2 separate regions of the Mus musculus genome follow, and region 1 is linked to region 2. Evidence: chromatin contacts called from public Hi-C data. All regions are on one chromosome and are shown on one strand. Each heading gives the region's core, a stretch centred on a gene start, on an enhancer-like site or on the middle of the called end of the contact. The rest is flanking DNA. Distances are from core to core; before and after follow the strand shown. Region 1 overlaps Mdn1 (midasin AAA ATPase 1). Region 2 holds the start of Casp8ap2 (caspase 8 associated protein 2).

Region 1 (5,814 bases), core at 1,733-4,232, 150 kb after region 2:
GTCATCAAGTCTAGTCTTTTCTCTTTCCTGTTCTAATATCTGCCTTACATGAATAATTCACCTATCATCTCAGAAAAGGGAGTCTTAAAGATCAGTTATCGAGGAGAAACGGTTTCTGACAAATTCAGATCTGTCTCTTTAACATATGTTGGGAAAAGCAGAATAGTACGTTCTTGATAATTGTAGAGATTCCTTTGTTACCTAAGGTCTAAGCCTAGAGTAAGGAAAGTGAGGGAATGGAACAGAAAGAAATTGTTGGTTGAGTTGAGCGTTGACTCTTTGTTAGGACAGGCACTGGTGAACCACGTGATAATGAAACTGTCTTCCTATGAAAATAGGCTCTAGTGAGATGGAGGTGGATATGCAAACACTTAAGACAAAAGAAGACCAAGACCCAAGAACAACCACACCTCACCAGGAGACAGAGAATGAGAGGCCAGAAAGAAGCAGAGATTCAACTATTCATACGCTTCGTCAATTCCTTGTGGATTCAGTTTTCCAAGTATTGAACTCATAGCTTGCTATGTTAACCTTTAGTTTTTAAGTTACTTTAGAACTTTTATGAAATTGCTCAATTTCAATATCAAGTCTGACCAAAATTTTTAAGAGTACTTTTAGTGTAACCGATAGTCTTTTTTTTCCGAGACAGGGTTTCTCTGTATAGCCCTGGCTGTCCTGGAACTCACTCTATAGACCAGGCTGACCTCGAACTCAGAGGCCTGCCTCTGCCTCTCGGGTGCTGGGATTAAAGGCGTGTGCCACCACACCCGGCTGTAACCAGTAGTCTTTTAGCAAATGGTATATCCTTTGTTAACTACAGATTGTGCCCAGACCTACCCATTACGATGGCACTAGTTCTTGGCATTGGCTCTTAGGCATTGGCATTCCAACCTAGGCTATCACTTATGTACAATTGACAACTTATGACAGTTATGTAATAATAATTTTTTACTTTTGGGGGGTTGGGTGAAGGGTGGTCAGTGAGGTTTGTTGTGTGAGTGTACCTGTGGAAGCCAGAGCACAAGTTCAGGCTTCATTGCAGGTGGTGGTGGTGGTGGTGGTGGTGGTGGTGGTGGTGGTGGTGGTGGTGGTGTCATCGTTTGTTTGTTTTAGTGGGGTTTTTGGTTTGGTTTTTGGTGTCTGTGCGTGTATGTTTGTGTGTGTGGTATTTTGTTTGTTTGTTTTGTTGAGTTGGGTGTCTGATTGTCCTAGAATTTTCCAATTTTCTAAGAAGGCTTAGGCTGAGCAGCCAGCTCCAGTGATCCTTGTGTCTACCTCAGCCCTGTGTATCAGCATGCCTGGCTTTTGTTGCTTGGGTTCTGAGGCTAGAATTTGTGTCACACTTGTAAGACATACACTTACTTAACCATCTCTCCAGCAACCAGAGGAGCCTTGTAACTAACTGAGCCTTGCTCTGTGGTAATTGGACTTTGTGGAGCTAGGGGCTTATCAGAAAGTGGAAAAGAAACCCCTGAGGCTGTCTGTTGTCCTCTGGTCTCCTATATGTGTATCCATATACACACAAAAAAAGAGATTTGGTTTGTTTTTTAATTAGGCTATATTTTATAAGTGATAAAAGTTCCATTCATCCAGTTGATCCCAAAAACAAGAAATGGAATCATCTGACTGTACCCTTAAATTTGCTTGAGCTGTGAGTTGAGGCGTACAACTGCAACAAGGTTGCAGCCACAGACAGCAGCCAGTGATAGGTCATTGATTCCAACCTGGGCCACCACTTACATAGCTTTTCCTTCTTAGCCCATTTTAAAAGATATCAGTGAGCTGAGACAAGAGATGGAAAGGCAGCTGGAGACATGGCAGGCGCACGACTATGGGAATGCAGAAGAAGTAAGTCAAAGTTGTTGGGGTTTGTTTTTCTTTTCCACAAAATAACTTGCCTGTTTTTGTAAGTCAGTAGGTTCTTAGCCACAGTTCCCTTTGTAAAAGGCTGATGGAGACTATACTGAGAACTTTCCCTAAGCGGGATATGCACTGATTCTGCCACCACATCTAGAGTCTCACTAAAACAGACAGACATACTTGGTTCCTTTAACTTGTATAGCTGGCTTTGTAAGGAAGCCAGGCAAAAGTTCATGCTCTGTAGTCTTGAATGGTCTTCAGGTCCTTGCTGGCTATGTGGAGTGTATTTTAATGATTTAACCTCTAAATATACGGTGTATATGCATGCCTATATTCTGTGTTTATTACCGTTCTCCCTACCACGCATGTGTTCGTGCTCAGCTGTAGTCAGTATGAAGCCTTTGTGTGTGTGGATCCCTGCTGTTGAGGGGGATTTGTGTACACTGTCACTCTCCCTCTTGAAAACTAATGAGCGCGCTCAGGTACTTGAGCTTTGCCCAGAGTTCACATTCCCATGCCGCTGTGCAAAGTATCAGGTCCAGTTCTTAAACTGGCAGGAGCAAACTGTTGAGTGAATTCCCATTGTTAACTGCCCCTTGCAACTGTATATTATGGAATTGGGGGGGGGGGGCAGTGGATTTTATTTAGTTGGATTGCTGCTTGCTGAGAAAAGCTTTTAAAGTGTTTTGCTGAGAAGGCTTGTACAAGTTCTTTTCTGCTTCAGCATTCTAATAGTAATTTCTATTTTGCTGTCCTAGGAGAAGGCTGCAGCTGAGATGTGGCAGAATTACCTAGTCTTAACTGCATCTCTTTCACAACAGCTGTGTGAGCAGCTTCGTCTCCTACTAGAACCTACACAGGCAGCCAAACTAAGGTAAGTCTTCCCTGCTTGAGGCTTCTGGGTTGCTGTTTCTGCTCTCTGGGCACTATTGTGTCTGCTACGGTCCCCCATTAGCTGTAAGTAGGAACTCTGTGTGTGTGTGTGTGTGTGTGTGTGTGTGTGTGTGTGTGCGCGCGCGCGCGTGTGTGTGAGATGAGGAAGTACTACATGAAGGTGGCTTACATTCTGCTGTGTGGGAACAGCCACAGATGTGGTACTGTTTCCTGTGCTTATGGCGTGTTACTCAACTAGGGTCAGAACCACAACGATTTGGTCAGAGTCGTGGTTGAGAACAGAAAAGGGAAAGCATATGAGGCTTTGTGTATTTAATACAGAAAAAATTACTCTGTAATTCTGTAGATGTGTTTTAGCTATTCTGGAAAAGCTTAGTTATTACAGTCAGATCTGAGGTGCTCTGGCTGACAGAAGGTGCTAATTACAGTCTGCATTGGATGTCATCATTTTGCCAGGAATAGTTTCCTGACCCTGGCTTTTAATTAATTATTAAGTTTTTAATAATGTGATTTTGTCTTAAAATTCTGAGGCATGAGCCTGTGTTCATCTTTGCTCCCATTGGTTCCTGTAACAGAGGAGACTATCGAACAGGGAAACGACTGAACATGCGGAAGATCATTCCATACATTGCCAGTCAGTTTCGAAAAGACAGGATTTGGCTTCGTAGGACCAAGCCCAGTAAACGGCAGTATCAGATTTGTCTGGCTATCGATGACTCCTCAAGCATGGTAGACAACCACACCAAGCAGGTAAGGGGAGAAGCAGCAGGCTCGGGTCCTCGGGCTGGCTCAGTAGAGCTGGCAGGAAGGATTGATGGCTCCATCCAGAAAGGGGGTTTAACATTGCATGTCATGGCATTCCTGAAACTGGTTTCTAGGGGGTGCTGGGTTTTTTTTTTTTTTTACAGTGATTTTTATTTGGCATAAGCCAGCAGCTGACCTCTCCTGGAAGAGGCTAGAATGCGCCCTGAGTCCAGTTCACATTCCATCTCCCCATAACTTTGGACAGCTTATTTATTGTCAGTTTCACTTTTTTTTTTTTTTTTTTTTTTTTTGTTTTTTCGAGACAGGGTTTCTCTGTATAGCCCTGGCTGTCTTGAAACTCATTTTGTAGACCAGGCTGGCCTCAAACTCAGAAATCCACCTGCCTCTGCCTCCCAAGTGCTGGGATTAAAGGTGTACGCCACCACACCCGGCTTTCACTTTCTTTTAAAAAAAAAAAAAAAGAGGATTATAACAGTACTTACCTCAGTGATGAAGACTAAATTAAATATAAATTAAATATAAAATACCTAGGTTAATGCTTTTTTTAAACCAATTTGTTCTAAAACTGCTGTCATTTATGCAAATGGTAGTAAAAATTTTCTTATAATTTTCTCACAGTTCAGCATGCCCCTCATATGTGGGCACTATGTTGGGTTGATTTACTGATATAGATGATAAAAGAATTGTTTAAATCAATTCTGACCCAGAAATTGGAAAGTATTAAAAAATGAAGAGGAATTTGTTTTTAAAACCAAGTTTGTGGTTTTGTTTTTTGGTTTGGGGGGTTGGTTGTTTGTTTTTCATTGCATTCATTCCCTTGTCTTTTCTACAGACAGCCTAATAATACTGATAGACTTGTTTAAAGACAGAGGTTTGATCTGAGGAATGAAAAAATCTAAGAAAATTATCTCATTTACAAAGGCTAATTAGAGATCTTGTCCAGTTTTTCATTTGTCATGTCTTTAATGTTCTGTCTCTGTGTAAAACTTTAGAATTGACTACTTTGACTTTTAAATCTCTTGAGGTTCTTTGTGAAGTTGACTGGAGATCAGAAATTGGAATAGTTCTGGTAATAAAATTTGTAACTCAAGTTTTCTAGTCTGACTCTACCACATGAGAGTTAGCTCACGCTCTTTTAATTTTAGTTACATATTAAAGATTTTATGTGGGCTCTGCGGTGGAAAGAAAGGAAAATTGGCTTTTCTGGAACAGATTTCTCAGTACCACTATTGTTACATACATAGTATGTGGAGAAAACCATTCCTGTATTGCTCTCGGGTTCAAGCAGCTAAACACAGGAGAGGGTCCAAGAAGACTCCAGCCTGCGTCGGTTGTATGACATACAAATATAATGTTTTCTGGGAAGTTGTGAAGCAAACTGATTTAGGGGAGTTTTGAGTCCTTAAACTCTTCTTTGGTTTTTATAGCTTGCATTTGAGTCTTTGGCCGTGATTGGTAACGCTCTAACCCTCCTAGAAGTGGGTCAGATTGCAGTGTGCAGGTAAGGTTGCCTTTTACAAGGTTTTTTATTTTGTTTTGTTGTTTGTTTTTGTTGTGTTTTTTACTTCATGTGTATGGATGTTTTGCCTTTGTGTGTCTGTGTACCACATGCGTGCAATACCCTTGGAAGCCAAAGGAGGCATTAGATCCCTAGAAATGGAACTGTAGGTAATGTGAGCCACCAGTGAGTGGTAGGGTCCAAGCCTAGGTTCTCTGAATGAGAGGCTCGTAGCTGCTGAAGCCTCCTCTCCACGCCCACATACCACCTTTGGTTTTTGTTTGATTGTTTCTTCAGGCAGGGTTCCTCTGTGTGACCTTGGCTGTCCCGGAACTTGCTTTGGAGACCAGACTGATCTCTAACTCAGAGATCTGCCTGCCTCTGCCTCCTGAGTCCTGGGGTTAAAGACATGGGTCACCACACCCACCCTAGCTCTAACGTTGCCTTCTAATCACAGTAGGGAAATCCTGTTCCCAACCTTGAACTGTTTTGATCACATGACTGAAGAAATGGTGTTGTCTCCTTTTTCTTTCCAAGCTTTGGAGAGTCAGTAAAGCTGTTGCACCCATTCCACGAGCAGTTTAATGATTCTTCAGGGACTCATATTCTGCGGCTCTGCACGTTCCAGCAAAGGAAGACTAAGATTGCTCAGGTATCCTGATGAAGTCAGGATTTGTTTTGCACTGATTCTAAAGCTGATAGTAAGAGACATTAATCTTTAGAACCTCCTGGGTGCATTCTAGAATTAGGACAGGCAGCATAACAAGACACAGTAGTTACTTCAGCCTAAATGTTAC
Region 2 (5,118 bases), core at 385-2,884:
AACTGAGAAACCTATGCTGCATGACTCTCAAGGCATCTATGCCAGGTCAACGCCATGGGTCCCTGCACATATTGGTGCAATAGTGACGTGCATGCTATAGGAATAACAAACCATTTTCTGTGTGGATTTAAGGTCTGCTCAGTGAGACCATATCTGACACTGCTCAAATGGCCAAGAACCTGAGACTAGATAGTTCATAAGCCTAGAGGTAAAACTACTACTATGATTCTGCAAAGGCCAATAAAATACTCATCACGACATAGCGCTATACCCCTAAATCACTGCATTATTCAAGACTCATCAGAGAAACTTCTTACAGTAGGAAGCAACTAACAATGGGCAGAGAGTGAATCTTTGGAGCACTTAGCCCTAAATGGGACGCCTTCATCAAACCCTTTGCCTCAAGGATCAGGGACCCATTACCCAAAAGGAGGCAGAGAGACTCTCAACAGCCAGAGGTGGCGGATGACTCCAAGAACTGTGTCATCCAAGGAACAGACACAACAGGACTAATAAATATATGAATGCAGAGGCCGATAACCCTCATAAGACCCGTTGGGGTTCAAGCCTGAGGAGGTATTTGCAGTTGAATTCAACCTGCAGAGAAAGGAGACAGCAGTTTTCTTTAGTAGAGTGGCACTGGTCTATCAGCCAGACTTTGGGGAAGGGACAATACCCAGGAGTAGTTGACCAATATAAATTGAATTCCATGTTTTTGTGTCTGAGCTTTTTGTTTCGTTTTGTATTGTCTTGGCTTTGTTTGTTTTTTCTTACTGGTTTCTTTTTTGTTTCTTTTTCCTTTTTTCTTTCTTTTTTTGAGAAAGAGAACATGAAGTTCGGTGGGTAAGGAGGTGGGATCAGAGATGCGTTCGGGTAGGGGAAAAACGATAAAAATAATTTATTGTATATATATATGTATATATATATATATATATATATATTTTTTTTTTTTTTGGTTTGGTTTTTCGTGACAGGGTTTCTCTGTGTAGCACTGGCTGTCCTGGAACTCACTCTGTAGACCAGGCTGGCCTCGAACTCTGAAATCCACCTGCCTCTGCCTCCCAAGTGCTGGGATTAAAGGCGTGCGCCACCACGCCCGGCTTTACATAAAAAAGTTTAATACGGAAAAACAAAAACAAAAACCTTCTTCTATCCCGCTGAATTAGTAATTCTACGCTACGTTCACCATCCAGGATGGCATCTTAAAGGTCAGATCTTAGCGCTGTCTAGCGCGCAGCTGACACAATTTATACACTAAAGACCTCAAGCCTTCTCCACTTGCTCTCAGCCAAAACAGCTAGGAGCCTCCACCTTTACTTTCCCTTTCATTAGCGTCTCCCAGACCCGCCCCACTTCCGCTCTGGTGACGTCTTTTCCGCGGAGAAACCCCGCCCCGTTGTCACTGAGGTCACGGCCCGCCCACTTCCCTTCGGAGCCACAGAAGAGTAAGTACCAGAGTTTGGCGCCAACTGGAATCTTTTTTTCCGCCTTCAATGGCGGGAACTGGCTGTGTGCGCCGAGACGTGCTTTGCGTCTTATCTAATTGGTTGTCGGCGCTCGGTCCCGCCCTGGCGTCCTTACCGTGAGCTGCGATTGGTGGAGACGGCGGAGCGCCTGGCGTCCGGACAGCGGCCGCTGTGCGGGGCTGGCCGGCCGGGTAAGTTCCTGAGGGCCTGTCGCGGGGCTGCTGGGGAGAGGCAGCGGGGTGCCGCCTGGGATGGCTTACGCTCTGGGCGAAGGGTTGTGCCTGGCTGGGCCTCGAGGAGCCAGCTGCCGTCCTCGGGGAGCGCCCCTCGGAGCGTCTCGGGGGGCGCTGGGGCGAGCACCCGGAACATCGCCGGGTCTACAGCGCGCCCCTCCCCTCCCCCACCCGTGTCTCCCAAGTCCCTACTGCCGAGCTCTCGGTGAGTGTGGAGAAGGGGCTGTCCCGAGGGTCGGGCGATCAGTGACAGGGGCAGTTTCCCAAGCTGAAAGCTTGAGAGAAGAAGTTGTTTATGTGCTCTCCGCAGCGCCTCGAACCATCCCTGACATGGGAATGTAGAATTCTCAGGAAGCATTAGTGCTTCAAGGATCCTCTTGGCGGTCTTTTCTCGCCACACCAACACCAAACTTCTCGCTGAAGGCCTTTCTCCTATGAGCTTCAACCCCGCCTTGGAAGGGACTAGGCCACTAGGCAAGACTTCTTGGCTCTGTTACCATACCCCAAATTATTTTTTTTCCATAGTATTTCCTGCCATCTTACGGGATATGTCCAGAGATTTATGTTTTAAGGGGTGTTTTTGATTTTTGACATCTGACTGGAATTTATCCCAGCTCTCCACTTTCTAGCTGTTGGCTGCAGCAGATTTTCTAATTGGCTCTGTTAGGTTCCTCATCTATTTAGACGGGATAAGGAATAATATAGACTTGATAGGAGCTTCAGGATAATTTAAAGGAGTACTTAGCGCACTTATATCAATACTTGACTTGTGTAATGTATGCTGCTTTTCATGCCTGTCTCATCCTCAGAACCTAGAGTGAGATTTGCCTCTTAGCTTTTGCCTGGTTGTTTTCCTTCTACAAATGTATGCTTTTGTGTATTGAAAAATTTGAACTTCATACTGCTTTCAGAAAAGATTAGATGACCCCTTTCTCTATGCATTTGCTTATGAATCTGTTGAAGCTGTTTATCCTTCCAGATAATGGTTATCAACCTGTAAAATTTTTAAAGAACATTTTGGTGCTAGGGACTGGCCTTTTCAAAGCTGTGAGGACTGCACACTACTGAGCAACCTTCCTAGCCCAGCAGCTGTTATTAATCAATCATTAGCTTCTTGGTTTTTAAAACTTGGCCTCTGCATGTTTCAAAGGTGTACCACTCCTCTCAGTAGTAACTCAGATGGGAGATGAGAAGAAGTATAGAAAGATCTCTCTCACTCCTCTACCTTTCATATTCTCTCTCTCTCTTTCTTCTCCTATCTTCCCACCCTGGGAGACTCACTGACTTGTAATTTTTTTTTTAATATACCTGTCACCATGATGCTAATGAGCCCCAAATCATCTTAACTCTCCTTTTCTTTTAAGAAAAATCTGTTAGGGATCCAACTCTATTTCTAACCCAGACCGACATTTTCACCTGATTGTTGTACAAGTGATTCACCGGGTCTTCTTTATTTCTCCATTACCATTAAAAGAATGCCTTCCACCTTATCAGAGGTAGAAATTTCGGAATCATCTTTAACTAATTTGGCATTTCATTAGCTTAACAAATTATTTTATTACTTACTAACTACTAACCGCTATGCCAGACAGTGCTAAGAGCTGATGATGGTGGGGAACAAAACAGATGACCCTTGTCCAACCTGGGCCTGTACTGTCAGCAAGGTGGACGTGTTTTCTCAAATCCCACGGGAATGTAGAGTTGAATTTAAATGTAACTTTAATCACCTGATGTAATTGTCATTTCCGAAGCTTACTGCCTGAGTCCTGAAAGCTTCTAGCTGCTGTACAATCTAATCTAGTCCTGGAGTGTTTTCAGCCTCTGAGACTTATTGCTGAGTAAGCTCATCTTTTCTCATTCTTTCTGACCTGTCTGGCTTGTTCTGTCTTCCTGTGTCTAGCTTGTTCTTTCTCTCGCTCTCTCTCTCTCTCTCTCTCTCTCTCTCTCTGCAACCTGTCTCTGTACACCTGTCCCAGTAAAGCTGCTTTCTCTCCTTTTTTACTTTTTTTCTCTCTGCACTGCTCTTTTAGTAGCTTCCCTTTCCTCTCTACTCTTGTGAGAGTTGAGCATACTCTGTTCTGTCAAATCTTTCTCTGATTCAGCACTTTGCCACTCAATTGGACACCGCTTTCAAACATGGGTGCTTCCTTTTACAAACTCTACCTTCATTTTTGGAATTACAGGAGTGTACTGAGGGCCTGTCTGTATTCCAGCCAGAAGAATTAAGGTGTGTGCTAAGGGCCAAGACACACAACTAGAAACAGAGCTTTTCAGTAAATACCAAGAGCCGGCGTGGTGGCGCACGCCTTTAATCCCAACACTTGGGAGGCAGAGGCAGGCGGATTTCTGAGTTCGAGGTCAGCCTGGTCTACAAAGTGAGTTCCAGGATAGCCAGGGCTATACAGAGAAACCCTCTCTCGAAAAACCAAAAAAAAAAAAAAAAAAAAAAAAGGTAAATAACAAGATCCTGGGTTTGCAGTGTGATAAATATTCTGCAACAGTTGAACTGTGGAAAGAAGTCCTCTAGGGAAAGGACACAGTGGTATAAAGATATAGAACAATGTGAGGTGAAGTGGCGCACACCCTTGGTCCCAGAACTGAGGAGGCAGAGGCAAGTGAACTCTAGGTTTGCACACTGCCTTGTGTACAGATTGACCTCCTGCATGGCCAGGGCTACATGGAGAGCCCTGTCTCAATGCTCTCACCCATATGCTCCCTAAAACCCAAAGAAGAACATATCAGAGGTCCTTACCTAGTGGGACGACATTGTGCCTAGGGGACATTACTTTGGCCAAAATAACAGTTAAATAATGGTAGAGTATTGAGCAGACAGTCTGCACTTTTCAGAGTTGCTGACCGGGAGAGAACAAGTGTGCTCATAGAGCTACTCATGTGATCTGCGTAGGCTGCTGGGGGTTGGAGAAGAACCATGAACAGAATAACACTGGTTCAGTGGTACAGGACTGGCATGCAAGACCTCTGCAGAACTGTTAGCAAGTGTGTTCATTGTCCTGATCAGCAAGGAGCACCCAAAGGTGGTTAAGCACAGCAGGAGCACGGTTAGATTGCTGTTCTGAAGACAGCTCAGGGTGGGTGGGATAGCTTAGCCAGTAGCTGATGCCAAACCTGACAAGCTGACTGAGGTTGACACACATAGTAGAAGGAGAAAATAAATTCCCCCAAGTTTTCTTCTGACCTCCATCTGTACAAACACAATAAACAAATACAAATACATATAATACATAAATAATATATATTATAAATATTTTTATATTTTATATTGTATATATAATATATATGTATTCTAAGGACAGCTCAGGTTTTGTTATAAAGGAAATTTCAAATCAATGAGTGGACATTTGAATAGGTTTGCATAAAATACAACAGCTTTCCCACGGAAATCCCTCAGAGCTAGACTT

Evidence for each region. Hi-C and Micro-C count contacts between places; a contact is called where the count stands out from the background.
Region 1: a contact with region 2 is called in a Hi-C map of neutrophils, with 2.0 times the contacts expected there. The contact joins the enhancer-like site here to the promoter of Casp8ap2 in region 2. A contact is called at or near these places in 2 of 39 promoter capture datasets (stem cell-derived epiblast-like cells and trophoblast stem cells), 2 of 484 Hi-C or Micro-C datasets (embryonic stem cells and neutrophils), 6 of 115 datasets of contacts at active chromatin or transcription factors (bone marrow-derived macrophages, embryonic stem cells and extraembryonic endoderm stem cells) and 3 of 9 other capture datasets (adipose tissue, liver and pancreatic islet).

Annotation. Positions count from the first base shown.
Region 1 is chr4:32,765,324-32,771,137 of GRCm38.p6, forward strand. Mdn1 (midasin AAA ATPase 1) reads left to right here. Exons shown (of 102, transcript NM_001081392.1): 94 at 339-502; 95 at 1,759-1,848; 96 at 2,619-2,734; 97 at 3,330-3,504; 98 at 4,947-5,020; 99 at 5,555-5,669. Among named protein-coding and RNA genes, the nearest start is that of Lyrm2, 32 kb to the right of the region's middle. Within about 2 kb of position 2,983, at least 70 of the 459 cell types and tissues checked have an H3K27ac peak or open chromatin away from gene starts, as enhancers often do. A contact at or near this core is called in neutrophils, where this site is marked.
Region 2 is chr4:32,613,836-32,618,953 of GRCm38.p6, forward strand. It overlaps Casp8ap2 (caspase 8 associated protein 2), which reads left to right and starts at 1,635. Exons shown (of 11, transcript NM_001122978.2): 1 at 1,635-1,657.